Linked DNA regions of Hordeum vulgare: region 1 is linked to region 2. A link is a contact called in public Hi-C data. All regions are on one chromosome and are shown on one strand. The core of a region is the stretch at or near the end of the contact, and the rest is flanking DNA. Distances in the headings are between cores, read along the strand shown. Region 1 overlaps LOC123404013 (DNA repair protein XRCC3 homolog). Region 2 holds the start of LOC123405075 (probable serine/threonine-protein kinase At1g54610).

What was found. A called contact is a pair of places that touch in the nucleus more often than the background predicts.
Region 1: a contact with region 2 is called in a Hi-C map of leaf, with 3 times the contacts expected there. The contact joins the enhancer-like site here to the promoter of LOC123405075 in region 2. A contact is called at or near these places in 2 of 6 Hi-C or Micro-C datasets (both in leaf).

The regions. Positions count from the first base shown.
Region 1 is chr6H:266,827,418-266,830,117 of MorexV3_pseudomolecules_assembly, forward strand. LOC123404013 (DNA repair protein XRCC3 homolog) reads right to left here. Exons shown (of 2, transcript XM_045097918.1): 2 at 2,297-2,700. The coding sequence ends at 2,659. Among protein-coding and RNA genes, the nearest start is that of LOC123404013, 3.4 kb to the right of the region's middle. Within about 2 kb of position 1,389, at least 3 of the 3 cell types and tissues checked have open chromatin away from gene starts, as enhancers often do. A contact at or near this core is called in leaf, where this site is marked.
Region 2 is chr6H:266,367,170-266,369,971 of MorexV3_pseudomolecules_assembly, forward strand. It overlaps LOC123405075 (probable serine/threonine-protein kinase At1g54610), which reads left to right and starts at 1,398. Exons shown (of 6, transcript XM_045098924.1): 1 at 1,398-2,661; 2 at 2,751-2,802. The coding sequence starts at 1,567.

The DNA.
Region 1 (2,700 bases), core at 139-2,638, 460 kb after region 2:
ACGTGGACGACATCCTCCTCACTGCAAGCTCCACCGCCCTGCTCTGCTCCACCGTCGACGCCCTGCACCGCGAGTTCGCCATATCCGACCTCGGCGCACTCCACCATTTCCTCGGCATCAACGTCCACCGCACCACCGATGGTCTATTCCTCTCACAGCATCAGTATGCACTCGAGATCCTCGAGCGCGCTGCCATGAGCAACTGCAGGCCGATTGCCACTCCCGCCGACACCAAACGCAAGCTCTCTGCGCAGGATGGGCCGCCCGTCTCCGATCCCGCTCTCTACCACAGTCTCGCCGGCGCCCTGCAGTACCTCACCCTCACTCGCCCCGACATCGCCTATGTCGTCCAGCAGCTCTGCCTCTTCATGCACGACCCGCGCGAGAGCCACTACACCTACCTCAAGCGGGTCCTGCGCTACTTTCGCGGCACTGCACATCTCGGTCTTCGTCTCTGACGCTCCCGCGACACCAATCTGGTCGCCTACTCCGACGCGGACTGGGCTGGTTGCCCCGACACGCGACGCTCCACATCGGGCTTCTGCGTCTACCTCGGCGACAACCTCGTTTCCTGGTCATCCAAGCGCCAGCACACGATCTCCCGCTCCAGCGCGGAGGCTGAGTACCGCGCTGTCGCCAACGCCGTCGCCGACACCTGCTGGCTTCGTCAGCTGCTGCACGAGCTTCATCGACCTCCAGCAGCGCGACGATCGTCTACTGCGACAACATCAGCGCCACGTACCTCTCCTCCAACCCGGTTCAGCATCAACGCACGAAACATGTGGAGATCGACCTTCACTTTGTTCGGGAACGGGTCTCCTTCGGCGACGTCCACGTTCTCCACGTCCCTTCGTCCTCCCAGTTCGCCGACGTCTTCACGAAAGGGCTGCCAACCGCCATCTTCACGGAATTCTGATCCGGCCTCAACATCGTCGAAGACCCCGTTGCGGCTGCGGGGGGCTGTTGGAAGACGGCGCCCACTTCCTCCTCGCGTGCCTTGCCGCCCGCGTCTCCAGCGTCACGCAGCTCCACTACCGAGTCCAACGCGACTCCGCCATCCTAGCTCTCGGCTGGAGAATAGCTCCTGGTAGTTCACCAGATCGCATGCACTAACATGCCTCTCCCGTGTATATAAAGGCTATGCCTCTCTCTGCAATAGACACAGTGAATCTCATCTATCTACTAAGTGGGCCAACATGCTATTGGGCGCCACCACCTGGGAGGACAATGACACTCTACGACAACGCTACCATGCAGCTAGAATATAGGAAGACGGTGAAGGTGGGGCTCCTTCGCAAGAGAGGGGCAATGTCACGCCTGAAGATGTCCATGCTCGATCCTGCAGCAGACTCACGAAGTGCATTCAGTTAACTGAACTGCAATGCTACTACCTGTGTTGGGCCAGAGGCCATGTATTGCGATGTGTGGGCCTTGGCCTGTGAGTGTAGCCCACAGGGCAGACTACTTATGTAAATTCCTATGATGGTAATCGGCAGCGAATGATTAAGCCGATACTTCTCCTTTCCCCTCTTCCAAGCTCTCCTCACATACTCCCCATTCCTCATCCCCTACCTACTGCCCGATCTCGATGCCCTCCCTCTTCAGGGCATTACAAGGAGGAGGGCGCTTGGCGCGGCTGGACGACAGAGGAGGTTGGCCGCGGCTTGCAAGAGCACGGGCGGCAACCGGTGGCGGGGTCGACTCGGGGCGAATCAGTGGATAACGTGCGGGAGACGGGAAGGGAGGAGCGGCACCTCAAGTTTGCTTGATCCGGTTCCTACCTACATAAAGAAGGCATGTGATCCGAAAAACAGGGAATTAAGGGCGGGGCCGCGTGGATCAGGTGAGCGAAGCGCACACATCGACTGGCAGACCGCTGCGTCTGCTTAGCAGAACATTTCATCCGAGACGTTCATCTGAATAATAAACCATTGACGTAATATATGCAGTAGGATGTGTTTAACTTAATTTAATCGAAGGGTCCTGATTATCCCATGTACAGTTTGTTGTGTGGGTTTAGAAAAATTAATGTTTGCTCTTTTAATAGTTGTAGAGATTCTAGGCGAGGTGGAAACTTGAGCAAATGTGCTTGCCGACCCCGAAGCCATCCAACAACCGGTAAATTGCCGCCTCGAAATAGTGCACCACGGTGACCCCATTCATCAAACATCTACAAGATGTCTTGGGTATCTGGTCATGATTAACTTGAGAGATTGAGTTGTTGGTCATGGTGAAGAAAAACTGCAACGGGTGTTGCAGGCTTACGAAGCACGCAGTTTCTTTGAAAAAAAATCAGTTTCGAATCTAACATATATGAGCTTTAAACTGAGATATTGACAACTTTGAACAAGTTTAATCTGGCTTTCAATGAAACACATCCCAAATTTCAATCTAAGCAAAATCGAGGAAAACTTGAGTGGGAAAAGAATTTAAGATCAGAATCAAACCTACCCACCTTGATGGTCTAGGACAAACAGGTAGCTGCACGCGGTGGTATAAAAGGCGATGGAGCTGTCGGAGGACGGTGTGCCGACGAAAAAAGACTCGACAACTGAGGAATGAGGACGCGGCGGGCAAGGTAGACCACCTCGTCAGGAGAGGACGCAATCCCGCACGCTGAGCAGGTCCAACCGCCGGCGAGCCTGGATGTGGTGGAGGCTAAGAGGAAGAAACCCCATTCTCCAGGGTACCGTGGAAACA
Region 2 (2,802 bases), core at 148-2,647:
TAAGGTGTTTGGGTGTGCTTGCTGGCCACATTTACGTCCCTACAATAAACGTAAGCTGGAGTTTCGATCTAAGAAGTGTGTTTTTCTTGGCTATAGTTCCCTTCATAAAGGATACAAATGTCTTCATGTTCCCACAAATCGTGTCTATATATCTCGGGATGTTGTGTTTGATGAACATGTGTTTCCCTTTGCCAACTTACCTGTGTCCACCCATGAGTCACCATCTATGCATCCATCCTATCTTGCCTCTGACCAATTTGATGATGTTGCATATGCTCCTATTTTGTTACCTAACCATGGTGCAGGTGTTGCTAGAGGTGCTAGTCTTGAGCTCCTGGACGAGCCTGCAGCTGCACCGGCTGCTACCGGTCGCGACGACCGCGGTTCCCTGGAGACGCCGGTTCGGTCGGCCTCCCTGCTGCCCGGTCCGACTGGCCGACTCGCCTGCGCCAGGGCTGTCGCCGATGGCCTCTCGGCCCGCGTCACCCCAGGCGAGCCCTCGCCCCGCCTCGCCCACGCGGCCGTCCTCTCCTGCGTCACCGCCGCTTCGTTCGTCGACGCCGTCCAGCCCCTCGCCGGCTGGGCACCCTTCCCCGCCGCCCAGCCCCTCGCCGGCTGGGTCGTCTTCACCGACGCCCAGCCCCTCGTCGGCTGGGCCCCCTTCACCGCCGCTCAGCCCCTCGCCGGCTGGCCCCTTGCCGGCTCCTGTGGTCTCTCGCCCACATACGCGCAGTCGCAGTGGTGTTGTGTGCCTTCTTAAGCGCACCGACGGCACTGTTGCGTGGTATGCCTCTTGCATGGCTGCTGCTCTTGCGGATCCGTCCTCGAAACCGCGTACGTACCAGGCTGCAATGACTATTCCTCATTGGAGAGAGGCTATGGAGCAGGAGTATCACGCTCTTCTTCGCAATGAGACGTGGACTCTTGTTCCTCCACCACCTCGGGTCAACGTCATTGATTCTAAATGGGTCATCAAGGTGAAAAAGCATTCGGATGGGTCTATTGAGCGCTACAAAGCGCGTCTTGTTGCCAGGGGATTCCGACAGCGCTATGGTCTTGATTATGAGGGTGGTTCATCATTTAGAAAACTCGTAATTAACTATAGAGTACGTGACAGTAGTACTGCAATAATCTTCCAACTACCTTATCTTTTTTTTTTCGCAGATTCCAACTACCTTATCTGCAGGCGTCTAAAATATTTGTACAGCAGGCGGCATGTCAACTAAAAAAGAAGTAATTTTTATTAGCGTTGGCCACTCGTGAACAAAGGATGGCTTTGTTATGCTACATTCAACCAGATGGAGAAAAAAAAAGATATAAATATGATTTTAGGTATTGAAAATCAAACTATGGGTAGTAGAGATGGGTGGCATGCACGTTACAAAAATTCGTGCTCCCACGACCACCGCTTCTTGGAGGACCCCGCCTAGCTAGCTAGACCTCTGGTTGTTGCGGGCGCGTGCCTGTCTTCCCCGACGCGCGCGTCCCTCTCCACTGTTGAGGAGCGTTCCGGCGGTCGGGGAGAAACGGGGAGCCGGCTCCGGCCGGCGGAACGGCGGCTCAATTATGGGCAGCCTTTGCTCCAAGGAGCAGGTGAACGAGGAGGAATACGTGCCGGACAGGTTGCAGCCGCAGAAGGCGCCAAGCCAAACCCTGAAGCAACTCATCACTCTCACCTCCAAGGAGGATTCTGCGGTCGTCGCGCCGGTCGTGCACGCAGTCATCGGCAGGTCTGAGTCCAACGTCAAGGCCAAGGCGCAGCCTACCACCGCGCCCGGTGCCGAGAAGAACGCTCCGGTACTCGTCATCGCCTCTCTCAACAAGTCGTACTCGTACAGCACAGCCGGGCTCACGCACCACCGGCGGCCAACCGTGGACGCCGGCGACCATGATGCCGCAGCGGCAGCGGCAGCGGAGCCCATCCCGCAGGGCGTGCCCCAGGGGTTCTCCGGCGAGCACGTGATCGCCGGCTGGCCGTCCTGGTTAACCTCCGTGGCCCGGGAGGTCGTCCATGGGTGGCTGCCCCGCCGTGCCGACACCTTCGAGAGGCTGGACAAGATCGGGCAGGGTACGTACAGCAACGTGTACATGGCGCGCGACCTGCAGAGCGGCAAGATCGTGGCGCTGAAACGGGTGCGCTTCGTCAACATGGACCCGGAGAGCGTGCGGTTCATGGCGAGGGAGATCCACATCCTGCGCCGGCTTGACCACCCCAACGTGATCAAGCTGGAAGGCATAGTCACGTCATGCCTCTCTCATAGCCTCTATCTCGTCTTTGAGTATATGGAGCACGACCTCGCCGGCCTCGCCGCTACCCCGGGCCTCCGCTTCACCGAGCCGCAGGTCAAGTGCTTCATGAGGCAGATCCTGGCCGGTCTCCATCATTGCCACGGCCGTGGGGTGCTCCATAGGGACATCAAGGGATCCAACCTGCTCATCGACGACAACGGCGTGCTCAAGATCGCCGACTTCGGGCTGGCCACCTTCTTCGATCCGGCCAAGACGCAGCACCTCACGAGCAGGGTCGTCACGCTGTGGTACCGCCCGCCGGAGCTCCTGCTCGGAGCCACCGAGTACGGAGTCGCGGTCGACTTGTGGAGTACCGGCTGCATCCTCGCGGAGCTGCTCGCCGGAAAGCCCATCATGCCCGGACAGACCGAGGTTCCCCATTAAGCTCATCTTAATTAATTTGATTTTGATCTCTACTCTGGAACTCCATCTCATTTCTGTGGGTGTCCGTGCTCACGCAGATTGAGCAGCTGCACAAGATCTTCAAGCTTTGCGGGTCGCCGTCCGAGGAGT